Regions from separate parts of the Mus musculus genome. Here region 2 is linked to region 1. The links are chromatin contacts, called in public HiChIP or PLAC-seq maps. All regions are on one chromosome and are shown on one strand. The core of a region is the stretch at or near the end of the contact, and the rest is flanking DNA. Distances in the headings are between cores, read along the strand shown. Region 1 overlaps Gk (glycerol kinase). Region 2 overlaps 5430427O19Rik (RIKEN cDNA 5430427O19 gene).

The links. HiChIP or PLAC-seq counts read pairs in DNA pulled down with a chosen protein or histone mark.
Region 2: a contact with region 1 is called in an H3K27ac HiChIP or PLAC-seq map of heart atrium, with 5 times the contacts expected there. The contact joins two enhancer-like sites. A contact is called at or near these places in 4 of 39 promoter capture datasets (the C10 cell line, hippocampal neurons, macrophages and 1 more), 3 of 15 datasets of contacts at CTCF or cohesin (CD8 T cells, embryonic stem cells and pro-B cells), 24 of 484 Hi-C or Micro-C datasets (B cells, CD8 T cells, the G1E-ER4 cell line and 14 more), 9 of 115 datasets of contacts at active chromatin or transcription factors (the 230-238 cell line, CD8 T cells, DN3 thymocytes and 5 more) and 2 of 9 other capture datasets (adipose tissue and liver).

What each region holds. Positions count from the first base shown.
Region 1 is chrX:85,728,344-85,736,158 of GRCm38.p6, reverse strand. Gk (glycerol kinase) reads left to right here. Exons shown (of 21, transcript NM_001294140.1): 12 at 5,234-5,276; 13 at 5,877-5,957. Among named protein-coding and RNA genes, the nearest start is that of Gk, 45 kb to the left of the region's middle. Within about 2 kb of position 4,903, at least 3 of the 459 cell types and tissues checked have an H3K27ac peak or open chromatin away from gene starts, as enhancers often do. A contact at or near this core is called in heart atrium, where this site is marked.
Region 2 is chrX:85,882,646-85,890,460 of GRCm38.p6, reverse strand. It overlaps 5430427O19Rik (RIKEN cDNA 5430427O19 gene), which reads right to left. Exons shown (of 2, transcript NM_001163539.1): 2 at 1-2,632. The coding sequence starts at 2,631. The coding sequence ends at 1,735. Among named protein-coding and RNA genes, the nearest start is that of 5430427O19Rik, 16 kb to the right of the region's middle. Within about 2 kb of position 3,595, at least 9 of the 459 cell types and tissues checked have an H3K27ac peak or open chromatin away from gene starts, as enhancers often do. A contact at or near this core is called in heart atrium, where this site is marked.

The sequences.
Region 1 (7,815 bases), core at 3,654-6,153:
TTTCTTCTATTCTTTTCTCTTAATTTGTTATTAAAAAGTGCCTACCCCATTTCATATAGTGAGTGGCAGAAACAATATGCTCCAAGAGCTGAAATAATAGTGACAATTAAAATACATGTTCAGACAATGGCTATTGTGTTGTATGTCCATATACTTGAGATATCCCTCAATCTACATTAATCCTATTATTTGAGAATCCTACTATTCCTATGTTATAAGTCAGATAACTAAGATTTGGAGAGAATAATTAATTCATGCAGTGTAATGAAGCTAGTTAGTCACAAGCATAATATTTGTACATCAATACATTGTGTTACTTAGTTGTGGCTCTAGACTTTGTTGTGGCTATGATTTACTGTTTGCCCTGTATAGAAAATATTTACATAAACTTACGATAAGACTATATCTTCCTGCACCCTTGTTTTATACTTTTAAAGTATTTTTTTGCTTTTTTAAACTTTTTAATATATTTATAGCTTTTAAAAAAGATTTATTTATTTATTTATTTATTTATCTATTTATTTTATGTGAGTACACTGTAGCTGTCTTCAGACATATCAGAAGAGGGCATAGAATCCTATTACAGATGGTTGTGAGCCACCATGTGGTTGCTGGGAATTGACCTCTAGAAGAGCAGCCAGTGCTCTTAACCACTAAGCCATCTCTCTAGCCCAGCTTTTTTCTTTTCTTCTTCTCTTATATATTACATCCTAGCTATGGTTTTCTCTTCTGCAGTCTCTCCCAGATCATCCGCTACCACCCCACCACCACCCCCATCTTGCTCTTCCTCCCCTCAGAGAAGAGCAGGCCTCCCAGGGACATCATCCAAACTCAGCTGGACAAGGCAACCCAGTAAAAGGAAAAGGGTCACCCAAGTAGGCAAAAGCGTCAGGGACAGTGTCTCTGTCTAATCTCCCCTCTCCCATGGTAGTATTCCCATAAGCACACCGAGCTACACATCCATAATTTGTATGCAAAGGGCCTAGGTCAGAGCCCTCCAAGCTTCCTGATCTCTCTGAAGCCCCAGGAGCCCTGGTCAGCTGATTCTGTGGGCCAGAAGATTGTATCCTTAATGGTTTTTGGTTTTTTGTTTTTGTTTGTTTGTTTGTTTGTTTGTTTGTTTAATGAGGATTTCCTAATTCTGTCATCAAGGATTTTTGTTAGCTGGTTTAGATTTGTTGTTTTGTTTTTGAAAGTTTGCTGTTTTGTTGTTTGGAGATAGGGCCTTGCTGTCTAGACCCTTTGCCTGGCCCTTGCACTGCATCTCGGCCTGCTGTGGAACTCATCATCTTTCTGCCTCAGTGTCCCAGGTGTTGAGATTATAGGCATGTGTCAGCACACCCTTCCAGGCACGGTCTCATGCATGTCAGTCTGTCCTTAGACTTACTGCGATACTCCCGTTCTTATCTCCCTAGTTCTGGGAAAATAATGATGGCATTGCAGGCACACACTACCATGCTGAGTTCATTATTTTTGACTTAGGCAATTAAGTTCATTTTCTACAAATAATGAAAGATTTAGCATCCCTAAAATAAATGTTATTATAATTCAGCAGGACCAGCCACCCTTATGTGAGAAGGGTGACCTTATTCAAATGAAAGTTGGTTTGGAAGAGGCTATATGAAAATTGTTTGTAGATTGTGGTGACCTCAGGTTATGAAGGAACACTTGTGTCAACATTAAGTGTGGAAACATTTTCTTTGAATCAGGGTTCCAGCAACCGAATCAGGAGTTACAGAAAACTAGGCTGGTTTTTTTCCCCTTTCCTCCTCTGCCAGGAACACTCATGCTAGTTAGATGCTATCTCTGTAAGTCCATTAGCTAGCACAGTGTACATATATAGTAGGGACCCAGTAAAATAGCTTTAATGTCCCTCTTTTCTGTTCCTCTCTCTCTTTGCCATGGTCTGCCAAATGTGTAAGTTATTAATTGAAGTTAGGTAATAATTATTTGAGTACCTATGACATAAGAAACATTGCAATAAATGTCATGGGCTTTTGAAGTAAGTCCAGAAAAATCACCCTAGACTTGATTCCCACAGTATAAAAAAAAAAAAAAAAACCATGATGTTTTCTAGAATGAGCAGTGCTGGAGAGTGCAACAGACACTTAATAAGGATACAACTAGGAAGATTTAGTATAGAGAATGAAGGGAACATTAGGATAGGAAAATGGTTGAAAATAAGACAACATGAGACCAGGGGCTCTGGCTTGTATTCCAGGCACTTGGCAGATAGTTTGTGCTAAGTGGTGAGTTCTATATCAGCCTGAGGTACTCAGCATTAAAAAAAAAAAACAAAACAAAAAAAAACAAAAAAAAAAACAGAGCTGTCAGGGTTGGTGGTATTTAGAGGAACAATATAGTGGCAGGAACATGTCTTGGCGAAATCCCCATCCTGGCAGGCAGGAGGAAGGATCAGAGGAGAGTAGATTGAGGACTTAGAATAACCGTCAAAGGCACACATCCAGTGGCATACATCCTCCAGCTAGGCCTCATCTCCCAAAGCATCCACAACATCCCAAAAGAGCCCCAGTAGCTGGAGAGCAAATGTTCCGATCGTGAGCCAATACGGGATATTTCATTCACACCATAAACATTGTGTAAAGCTGTAAATTCCAGGCCAAGACCTTTGTCTGTTTGTTTTTTTCCTTTTCTTCTTTTCTACTTGATAGGTAATGGATAACTTGTGAACATTTATGAGCTGCTGCTTAGGTGTGGCTGGAGTTGTCAGTTAATATGATGACAGTCTTGGGTCAGCGCAAGGAAAATCTAGAGGACAGGAACCTGTGGTATGAGCCATTATGCTCTAATACTACAGACTCCAAGGATGAGGACAGAAAGCGAGGCTACAGGGCTTCACATAGGGCACTGCAGAGAGCCAAGGGAGAATTAGTTGTAAGGTCTAGACCCAGGGACAGACAGAGGGTTAGGATTGCTTGGTGTAAGGAAAACGTCTATGTTTGTGGTACTGTAAAGTTATGTATTATATACACAAGGACATGCGAAGTGAGTTAAGCATAAGTGGTTGTATGTGTTTTGCCCACATGTATGTTTGCACAATACATGTGCTTGGTATACATGGAAGTCAAAGGAGAGCATCCACTAAGCTGGAAGTGGAGTTATAAGTGGTTGTGGGTTCTGGGAATAGAAACCTCATCCTCCAAGAAATCGCAACAAGTACTCTTAACTGCTGAGCTATCTCTCCAGCCCCTGTTGTCAGCTGTGTTGTCACAGGTCTTTAATCCTACCTAGCACTCCAGAGGCAGAGGCAGGAAGGTCTAGTATAGGAGCAAGACCTGTCGGGCAGGAAATCCAAGATTAGGGAGTGTCCTAGGGTTTTGTTGCTGTGAAGAGACACTGTGACCAGGACAACTCTTATGAAAAGAAAACATTTTCCTGGGGCGAGTTTATAGTTTCAGAGTTCCAAAGCCAGCCTAGTCAACATAACAAGTTCCAGGTCAACCAGGTCAATACAATCTAATAAAAAAAAAAGCATAAAATGTGCGTTGAAAATGTATTTCAGTAAACTACAACTCTTCTGTGAAAAGCCCTACATCCATACTCTCAGGCATGGTTTTATTTTCTTCTTGAGTGCCTTTCTTTGTACTTTTAATAAAATCCCAGCTCAGCTTCATTAAAAAAAAGAAAAGCTTGGAGAGATAATAAGTGATGGGGCAGGAAAGAGTACTGTAACTCATGTGCTTTAATTTGTAAATGCATTGCCTGGACTTAGTGTGTTTGACAAGTGTTTCTACAAACGTAAGTATTCAGTAATCCCATACCTCTTGGGTGTGTCACCTGTTCATTTAGCAAGCCAAAAATCCACTGAGAAAGAAATGGAATATTTTGAGATAAACCTTACTCATAATAATGTTATATGAAGAAAACATTTATCAGGGAAAAATGCATTTGGCTTATGTTTCTTGCCCAAGAACAATGTAGCCAATAGGATAACAGTAATAGATTCTTCCATCATCTTTCTGCCAGCATGGAGATGAGGCACTATTAGAATGTCACCAACACACTTAACACCATGGTTGTACAAGGCATAGGAGCAAGACTTGTGGAGCAGGGTTTCTAGGCTCAGGCGGTGCCTTACTTAGAGTTTCTATTGCTGTGGAGAGGCACCAAGACCATACCAACTCTTAATAAAAAAAATATTTAATTGAAGCCGTCTTATAGTTTCAGAGGTTTAGACCGTTATTGTCATGTTGGGAAGCATGGTGGCACACAGGCAGACATGGCACTGGCGAAGGAGCTGAGAATTCTATATCTGGATCTGTAGGCAACAGGAACAGAGAATGAGCCACTGGGCTTGGTTTGAGCTTCTGAAACCTCAAAGCCCACCTCCAGCAACACATTTCCTCTAATAAGGCCACACCTCCTAATAGTGCCACTCCTTGTGACCATGCATTCAAACATATGAGTCTATTGGCCCCGGGGGTTGCGGGGAGTGGGCGATTCCTATTTAAACTACCACAGGCAGAGTTAATTGTGGCTGGAGCAGCCTTGTTATCCCTGCCCACTTTAAAACTGTTTCTCTGTGACCCTTGCTAGTATCAGTTGGAGTTAGTAACTGATCTTCCATACACAAGTCAAAACTATTCATTGTTCAAGTGCTAGGCTTGGGGCTGTGTCCAAAGCTTATGCTGATAAGACTGCCGTGAAATTCAGTTCTTTCATATCAACTGTGCTGAGTTCTGATTTTGATTATCCCACCACTGTTGGCATATATGACCCTGCAGAGAGAATGAGGTCAGTGAGCCTTAAATAGCGTTTCCCTTATATGTCACTTTTGTCTTAGCTTTCGAGCTACCTTTCTGCTATTCCATGTTCTGCCTATCACCCTGCCAGAACCTAGTGGTGTTTCTCAGTCGACAGCTATTATTAGTGACAGAGCTAAGCTAGCCAACTCTATTGGTGAATGGCTATTAGTCATGGTGCTTCTCTAGTCATATTTTATAAACACAGCCTTGGCCGATGACTGACTTTAGTGCTAAATTCTATACCTGCATTTTCCCCACAAATTGCTCTCAGCATTTCCTCCTAGACTTACTTTTTAAATATTCTGAAAGAGGATTTAGTGTGTGATGTTTGTTAGCTTTCAGTACTTTTCAGGAATTGACTTTAGTTGCACTAAGTAAAATGTCAGTTCTGATCATTTGTAGAACTAAGGTTTTGCTATTTGCTTTTGATAAAGTTGTCAAGCTGCTCTTTCTGCCTCTACCTATAGGTATGGAACAGGGTGCTTCTTATTGTGCAACACGGGCCATAAGGTTGGTGTTTCTTTTGAATTCAGATTGATGGAAGTCTTCTTTACATGCTTATATATAATACTTGAATATAATTCATTATTAATTTGCTTTTGGGGCCTTCATCTTTTACTTATTCTTTATCTTGGTTTAACTTGGTTCAGTTGAAAAGATAGAAAAATCATAAAATTTGAGTGATTCTAATAAAAGGCCTTCTATGCTTTTTTAAATTCCGTATGTGTTCTTTTGATCATGTTAATGGAAAATATAGACTTAGTACCATGTCAGATTTTTCATGAAAATCCAGTTTGAAACAAAGAATGACGAGTCTGAGTGTGTTCTTATTACCAATGATTCACTTACTTTTAATCATTATTTTATTGATAGAATTATTATGAATAAACATCTATTTTAGCCAGGCATGGTGGCACATGCCTTTAATCCCAGAATTTGGGAGACAGAGGTGGGCAGATTAATGTGAGTTCAAGGCCAGCTTAGTCTAGTGAGTTCTAGGCTAACCAGTTTAACACAGTAAAACTTTGTGTCAAAAATAGCAACAAAAAAGTCTTTATACTATCCTTTACACTTTTCCACACTAAAAATCTTTGTTTTTCTTTCCTACAGTGTGTATTTTCTGAACATGGCCTCCTGACAACCGTAGCATATAAACTTGGCAGAGACAAACCTGTGTATTATGCGTTGGAAGTAAGTTCTTTTCAATCAGGACATGTTATAACATACATTCAAACAAAGTTCATGAAAATGACCATGCATTCTATGGGGAGAGGTGTTATTTTGAGACAGGATCTTGTATCCTTGGCTGGTCAAGAGCTCTGTATTGTCTTTCAAATTGGCCTTAAACTTATGGCAATTCTTCTCCCTCTGCAATTCCATAAGCAACCACACCTGGAACAATTACCATGGTTTCTAACATCTTTTCTCACACATTTTAATATATAGTACTCAAAAAATAGCCAAGTATTTTGGACTTTGATTGGGTAGAGAGAACCTTGGGTTAAACTAGGGGTCAAGGCTCCCATGAGACAAGATAGTAATCTCCTCCGTTGTGGGTACCAACTGATGTCACCTTGGGTATATTATTTACCTGTCCTATAAACCTAAAATTTTCTATCCTTAATGTCTAATGATGAGATTGTCAGACATTAGTGCTTCTGTCAGCTTAAAAATTTCTGTTAGTGACTAAAACTAAGCCCCAGGGTTCCATAGTGGAATCACTGGGCACAGAAAGGCAGAGCAACTCTTCTTCACTTATGTCTCCATTAGTATTGTGTTATATATGGATGTGGGAAACAAAGAGAGCTGACTTGTCCCATTTATCCTGAGAAGCATCTGTTTCAGATACATTTACAAATTGTAACAGGACCTCATTGGTCTAAAGCTGTAGTACAAGGTAGGTTTGTACAGAGCCATTAAAAGAGTTGGCACAGAGCTCAGTGATAGAGTACTTTGCCTAATATCCTCAAGGCGCTAGCTGAATCCTAGAATCAGGCTCCAGCACCGCAAAAAGAAAGAAAGAAAGAGCAAAATGTTCATGTAGAGTCACAGAAGCAATATTTCTTGTAAAAACAGGCATGTGTCTTGGGGTTGTGTGTATACAGTGAATTCTGGATCTTTTTAAATGGATTGTTTGGATCCATAGCATCTAGGAGGCCTCTATCACTGTGCACCTAATAGTGGAAGGATGGCCTGGTAACTTACTGGGGCTCATTTCTTAGAATGATGATAATTTAGTCAAGGGCTTTGACTGCTAGTCATAATTAAAACATTTTCTCCACTGTTAGGTCTACAGCGTGATAAACATTAGTCCAGTTTCTCTACCCCTTGCTATAAGCATTGCAGTCTCTCTTCCCAAACTGTGCCCCTTACTTCATAGCACTGATGGTTGAGCCTAGGGCCTTGAACCTGCTAGGCAAATGCCCTATGACTAAACTATATCCACAACAATCTCAACTCCTTTTCTTTACACAAAGGCATCTGTATATTAAAGTTATTTTAACACTTCTCAGAAATACCATGAACTCCTTTTCTCCTTTAGTCCCCAATTTGGAGACCACTCAGGATGGCATTGCTCATATAAAAAGAGGGATGTTTTGGGGGGTTACCAGTAATTGTAGCAGCATCTGTAGTACTAGTAATATGCTTTGTTTGACCTTGCATGAGAAACAGAATTTTAGGTATTTTAGATGTGGGGGGAAAGGCCTCTAGGGCAGGGTCACCTACCTTACTTCCAGTGTCACCCAATATGAAAAATTTCTCTTGTCTCCTTTTCAGTAAGAGCCTCCCTTCAAACATGTATTCAAGATAGAAATTCTGAGTCTTTTTTTAAAAATTTGAAACAGGGTCTTGTGTATCTCATGCAGGTCTAAAATGTGCTGTATAGCTAACGATGAATAACTTCTCTCCCTCCTGACTTTCCTTCCTGAATGATGGGATTATAGACATTACCACCACACTTACTTATAAATTGTTTCTTAGTAGCATCCCTAGAAATGGATCTAGGCCATCTGTTATATCTCCAAATACTAGGAGGCAGCTTTCAGTT
Region 2 (7,815 bases), core at 2,346-4,845, 160 kb before region 1:
AACCTAAATCAAGTTTGGGCAAGACACTGTCATTGAACAGAGTTGGCAAACATCACTGTAAACAGCCAGATGGTAAAAAGAAATATTAAGCTTTGTTGTGTCATATGTTCTCCGTCATGTCTGTTCGACCATTCTTATGTAAAAGCAACTACAAACTATATAAAATATAAACAAACAAATAAAATTTAGTAGGCAGCATGGAATATGTTATAGAACTTGCCTGTCATGAATAAGGCCTTGAATTCCATCACCAGCACTGCCAATAAATAAATAAATAAATAAATAAACAAATAAAGTCTAGTTTATATACACTGAATTTCAATTTTAAATTTCATATAATTTTCATATGCTCTAAAGTATTTTTAACTTAAGCTTTTGGGCTTTTAAAATATATTAAAATTAAAAATAATAAAACATGCCAAGTGTGATATAATGGCACATGCCCTTAATCCTCCTAGCATGTGGGAAGCACAGGCAGACAAATCTCTGTGTGTTAGACACCAGCCTGGTCTACATAGGGAGTTCCAGACAGCTGGAGCTATACAATAAAGAGGCCCTCCCTCAAGAAAAAGAAAAGGAAAAAAGGAAAAGAAAGGGAAAAAAGAAAAGAGAAAAGGAAAACCTATCCTTAGCTCACGAGAGTCCAAAGCTATCATAAAGTTAGATTTGACCAAAGGCTCATAGTTTTCTAAGTCCTGAGCTGAATAAAAGATCAAGACAGTAATACACATGTAAAGCTACTGTTTTAGTAAACAAATATACAGAAATTGAAATTATGGAGTCCTTGGTCTTGTATAGAACAATCAGAAGACCCTTTTCTGGCTCCAGGTCAGAAGAACACATGAAAAAGGGAAATGGGGGGCAAAGTATTCATAATCCTTTTGAACCTCATAGCACCATGAAAATCACACTCAGTGAAATAAAATGCTTCAATGTTCACAATAGGAGGTTTTCCGTTGAAACACTGCTATCTCTATCACTAAATAGAATTAGGAGATTTAAGTCATAGTCTTGTGGCTGAACCTTTTCATTTCAAATAAAAACACATCCAGATTTGATGATACATACCTATAATACCAGCACTTGTGGGATAGAAGCAAGAGAATAAGGAATTCAAGATCATCGGCTATGTAAGGATTGTAAAACCAGCCTGAGCTAATAGAGCCTTGTTGCAAAAAAAAAAAATGTTTAAACAACTGAGATTTGTTTGTCATTCATTTAATATTTATAAAGAGTATATCTACATGACTTACTGATATAGCACAGAGGAAAAGAAATACAAGCTTATACTTGGAAAAATGTCAGTCCACCTGAATTTAACAACCATCTTGTAGTCCATTTCTTTCCAGAAGAAACAACCTAGATAAATGTATCTAAATAGGAAACAGGTGTTTAATTCCCAATTCTCAAATCCATCGACTTTCTAGTTTGCCATAGTGTTTCCTTTTGTTCCTGATTTGGCTTAACTTCCAGTTTCAGAACTCCTAAAATTGAATCACAGTACCTTCCTTCTCTCTGTGATCATTTTTAATTTTGCTCTGATTCTGTATAAACTTGTCCTTGAAACCATTCTTTTGGTTCCTCTTCCTGTTCCTTTCCATATGTGATTTCTCAAAGTGTCCTTTACTAGTTGTTAATTCCCTTCCAGAATTCCCTCCATCACATCCTCTGATCAAATTAATACAATAGTGCCTTGGGATTCATAGGAATAAGGGGAATTGACAGGAGCCTTCTCTATGGAGTTATATTGCTATACTGAGAAATATGAAGACTAGGGGTGCTGATCTCAGATGATACCAACTGCAACAGGTGGCTAATAACTATGTCCTTGACTTTTGAAGTGTCCAGGTTCTTCTCTTTAGACACTTGAAGACTAATTTGATCTACATTCGTCATGATGAATTCTGATGCCAGAATCTGGGTAGGAGAACTGTCATGAAACACAGTGTCCATAATATATTGCTTATACAATTCCACCACCTTCTGCTCCAGGTACTCATTGAGCACTGCATTTGAAATAGGCTTCTGCATTTGCAGGCTGCTTTTCTCTTTGATGCTGGTTATCCTCCAGTAGGATGAGTACCGCTGGATAGGTTTGAGGGGAAGTTCAGTGAGCTGAGTGGAAGTGGAATCCTCCATGGACAAAGAAATCTCAGATGACTTTAGCAAAGGACCATCTTCAAAGCTGCTCTCAGAGGGGAAATTTGCCATTACTGAGTTAATGGCCATCACCTGTCCCCCTGCAATATGTAAGTCGTTGTAATTTTTGCAAATACTTTTACAAGAAGGTGGAACCAAGTAGGTCTCCCTGATCACATCTCTGCATATACCAACTGCAGCTAAAGTTGGACTTTCAAATACAGGGTTGCTGTTTGCCTGCAGCACTGTTCTGCTCTGGCTTCTGCTGTGCTGACTCGCCCTTGCATGCACTGATGAAATAAACTTCCCAGAGGATTTGCAGCTCACATAAAGACTTTGAACTTGTGTTTCATCCACAGAGGAATATGAAAGAGCAGCAACAGAACTTGTCTCTTTGCCTTGGTCCCCAGCCACCGGTTCATTATAAGATGCACAATTCCAATGAATGTCATTCCAGTAGGTAAGTCCACTGAGATATCCTTCTGATAGCATTCTGAAAAGAGAATTCATGAGAAATAGTGGGAGGAAAGAAGGCTAGAAAAAATTAATTTACAGTTGCTATATGAAAAATGAAAGATAAATTAATTCATTCACTCACTATATACTTAATGTATACCACACCTATGTTATATGCTAGAGATACAAAGATGAAAGGACCATCCTTCTCTTATGGAAGAAAATAAACTGGATACAAATAATCCCAATATTATAATACTGAGGATTATAACAGTGGTAGGCACAAAGGTAGCATAAAGAAAAGGGCATAAAAGAAAGACTCACAAGATGTGGCTTAAGGCATGTGGCAGTGAAGCGAAAGCATAAAGGGTAAACAGAAGTTGGGGCTACTGACTTAAAATTATAAGAAGACGCTGTGGCATGGACTATTCACTACAAAATAAAAGCTGAGAAGAAATGGGGCTGGTACAATAGCATGGAATATGACTACAAAGGGCTGTAAGAATTGGACAAGAGAATTATGTTGTGCCCGGAGGGGTGCCGGGAGTGGAGACATTGCTAGCTGGAGAGCCACATGGCTAGTATGTTATGAGAAAAGACTGAAGAAATATGTGGCAAATTCTACTGAAACAAGAACTGTAATGTTGCTCAATTTTAAAAATTTCTTTCCTGGGGTCTAGACAGCAATCAGGATATAGGAGGGATTCTAAAAGTGTTTGGTACGTTGATGAAATGATTGATAAGAGTTCTGAAACTAATTTATAAGTGATAAATTATGAAAGACCAATGTTTCCCCCTACCTTTTAAGGCTATGTTGGATTTTTCTTTGTATTCCTCTCACATCACAGAATATATCCTAGAAATGTCTACACTCAACTGACAAGTTTACCTCTACCCTAGTTATTAAAATTCTTTCCTGACAGTAAGACGTCCCACACCTTCCCTCCCCCTTCCACGTCTTTAACAGTTGTCATTGAAGTCTGGGGTGGAGAGAACAAGCCAGAAACCAGCAGCTGCATTTTCTAAAAAAAGGAACACAGTGGCATTCCTGGAATTTGAGCAATGGGCGACAGTGAGGAGAGCTGGTTGTCTTTGATCACAAGGGCTGGGCTACTGAAACAGACCTGTCGATTTGACACTGAAGATGAAAAGTCAAAAGAAGTATCATTGTTAAAGGTACACAACGTTATGGTTTTTAAGTTTCAGCCCTTCTTTTATATGCATGTTTTCCAAGTAACTAGAATGTTCCTTTTAAAAATTGTACAAAGATAATGTATAAGTATCTGTATTTTTTGGAATTATTTCCAAAGTATATTAATCAGATTCACCAGTTGCTTAAATGTAGGCAAAGTTAATATGCAACAGAAAGGTACAAAGCTAAGTTTTCAACTAATCTGTGAATCATGCTTGTATTCTTAGTATAAGGACAAAAAGGAAAATATGATGTCAACCTTAAAGAAATACTTTCAAAGTACAGTTCTAACCTCAATAAAACTAGTTTCCAGATGAAAAGATAAAGTTTAAACACATGAAAGAATAACTAGCCAGCCAACAAAGATGACCATAGAAGCTCTAATAGTGAGAAAGTAACTTCCCTAACCCGTCCCCACCAGGCTGCAGCAAGCCACTCTCCTTACAGGCTCAATATCACTGCGAATCACGGCAAAAGTTCACTGTTGACTTTGGAATTACTATATAAATTTTAGAGAATCTTGGCAGAGATTTGCTGGGACCACGTAGAGAGAGTCTAAAAAACTAATAAAAAACAAAAGTTGACAGTGAGATCCTGTTTCAAAACACACAGGCAAACAGAAACTAAATGTCAAGCATGGAGCTATGCATCCATGATCTTAGGAAGTCGAGGCAGAAGGATCTGGAGCCTATGCCCAATCATGTCTCATATAAATCAAAAGGAAAGAGAGAGGTGAGTGTACTAATAATAAAAGAATGATTTTTGAGATACTATAACTTGAGATTTCGAACTTCATAATCTAACATCAAAAGCATTAAAAGCTTAGGGCGTAATATTTTGGGGTCAGCATTATGAAGTCAGTAGCCAACTGCCCTGTCCAGAAAGGCTCCTGCGATGGACCTGACTAGAGTGTATAGGGAAAAGACAAACACACAGAGAAACACAAATAGAAAAACTGAAGTCAGGTGGATGAGGTTTTCTAATAGAAAAACCACAGCACCCCAGGAGCTCAGCGTGTTTTTTTGTTGTGCTGGCTGGTCTTGTGTCAACTTGACATGCAGGCTAGAGTTAGCTGAATAGAGAGAGACTCCGTTGTGTAAATGTCTCCATAAGATTTGCTTTAAGGAATTTTCTTAATTAGTTATTGATGAGGGAGGGCCCAGTGCATTTTGGGTGGTGCCATCCCTGGAATGGTGGTCCTGGGTTCTACAAGAAAGCAAGGTGAGCAAGCCATGAGGAGCAAGCCAGAAAGCAACATTCCTCCATGGCCTCTGCATTAGCTCCTTCCTCCGGGATCCTTCCTTGTTTGAGTTCCCGTCTTGACTTTCTTCTGTAATGAACAGCAATGCAAACATGTAAGCTGAATAAACCCTTTCCTCCCCAACTTGCTTTTCAGTCATGGGGTTTTGTCACAGCAATAGAAACCCTAGCTAGGACAATTACATAGAGTTGAACAGAGATTTGGCATTAATGCATATGGCTGAACAAGGAGGATGGGTGATTCCGTACAGATAAAGAAGAAAGTGGTGTTATGGCATGTAACTGAAAGAAGGAAACAGATTTAGCTAATCCTAGTAGGAACAGCCTCTATAAGGTAAAAGCCTTCAGGCTGTAAATATCTGAAGGAAGAAAGCTATGGTAGACATTTCCTGCACACACTACCAATGCCCACACTTGGACATCCAAAGAAGGCTTTGCCATTTTCTTCTGGTCCTAAGGTTAGGGTCTTTGAGTTGGCTGTGCCCATGCCAACAACACATGCTCACTCAGGCAGAACTTCACTTACTCAGGATTTCCTTTGCTCTCCATACCCTAGTTCCCATGGAGAGAGTGAGGAAACAGGAACTCTCAGAAATTCTCTCATGCCTAACAAGATGCAAATCAGACAGGCACATGGTTCAGATAGGCATGCAGTCCTGAGGCTACCTTATCAAGTCTCCTTACAAACTGAAAAGATATTGAAAGCCCGTGTACCTGAAAGATGCCTACAGTTAGGATAGAAATATTGCAGACAGAACTACAAAGAGCACTAACCAGGGGCCACATGAAGACATTGCCAAGGATATGTGTGTGATGACCTGGTGAAATCAAAGCTATTCTCTACATATGCCCGTTCCTAACTGATCTTCTAGTTCTACATATGAGCATCCTGGAACTCAGAGGTAAAACCTGGGTGGAGGAAGCCACTGAGATAAACCTGATAGGCAAAGGAATAAAAAAGGCAAACTGCACAGTTGTTAAGGGCTGATGCAACTGTAGACCTTTACTACAACAGAACAACATGTCACCATTCTGACAGTGGGAAAAAAAAAGAATGGAATAAACATGTGTTTACCTCAAAACACAGTTTGGATAAACATAATCTACCAAGATAACCACTAACTAACTGTTGCTCTATCATTCTCATTATATTATCAATATATTTTATATTATCATTGCTATAGATACCTCCATGGGCTGGGGAAATGAATTAATTTGACACAACTGCACAAGAACCTGAGTCCAGATCCCTAGCAGTAAAAGTGCTGTGAGGTAAAGACAACTGGTTACCAGGACAACCTGGGTTACAGAAAGATGTCGTGGCTCAAAGACATAAATAAATAAATAAATAAATAAATAAATAAATAAATGAATGAAATTCCACGATTCCTTCAGCTTGAGAAGCCTGCACTCGCCCCATAAGCATATTTGTTTTCAATTCCTTATCTTATCCTGTCTCCCAATTCTTTCTTTGATGGTGACGAAGACCTGAAAATACAGGGTAAAGGTCTCAATCTGGTCCCTTTGAAAGTTCCTTAGCTTCATCACCTGCAACATTGTGATGGGATTAAACTTTGACTGACAAAGAGTACTTCCTACATAGGAAGCTATGAACCCAACTTTGAGATAAAGAAGCAAAGATTCCAAGTAAGAGAACAGAATAGGCATAAGTGTGTGTGTGTGTGTGTGTGTGTGTGTGTGTGTGTGTGTGTGTGTGTTTCTATCTCTCAAACTGTTGCCAGCAATCCCCTCCAGGGGGCACTAATATCCAACATACCTAACAAATTCAAAAGGAAGTGGCAGGGCAGTGGTGGCACATGCCTTTAATCCCAGCACTCGGGAGGCAGAGGCAAGCAGATCTCTGTGAGTTCAAGATCAACTTGGTCTACAGAGCAAGTTTCAGGGCAAAGAGGGCTACATGGTAGAACAACCCTACCTTGAAAAACAAATGACCAAACAAACAAACCAGTGTACAAGTGGGACTGGAGAGATGGCTCAGCAGTTAACAGCACTGACTGCTCTACCAGAGGTCCTAGTTCAATTCCCAGCAACCACATGGTGCCTCACAACCATTTGTAATGAGATTCGATGCCATCTTCTGGTGTGTCTGAAGACAGCTACAGTGTACTCAGATACATAAAATAAATAATTCTTTTAAAAATGTACAAGTGAAAAGAACAGTTACCAAAAGAAGGACAACACTGTTAGCCATCAGGGAATTGCAAATTTGAACTTCTTTGACATTCTACGATAACCTAGCCAGAATGGCTCTCATCAATATATCAAACAACAAATACTGCCAAGGGTTTGGGTAAAGAAGAAACATCTGTAAAGGTTAATAATGGTTGCCAATTTGCCACGATCTTGAATTACTTAAAAGACAAACTTCTGACTGCACACAGAATGAGAGCAGCTGCCTCCTGCTTCTCTCCTGCTCCTGCTGCCAAGACTTTCCCACCATGATGCACTAAAACCTTGAACCATGAGACAGAATACATCCATTCTCCCTTTAGTTGCTTTTGTCAAGACATTTTGGCACAGCAACAATACAAGTCACTAATGCAGAATCTAAACTGGTACAGCCACTCGATTCAGAAGTTCGCTTAAAAACTAAAATGAGATTACCATGTGAGCCAACTACAGCACTCCTGAATAGATACCTGATGACCCTGATGTCCATGTACCATATAGATACATGAAAATTCATATGTATTCATGGTAGCTGTCTTAGTCAGGGTTTCTATTCCTGCACAAACATCATGACCAAG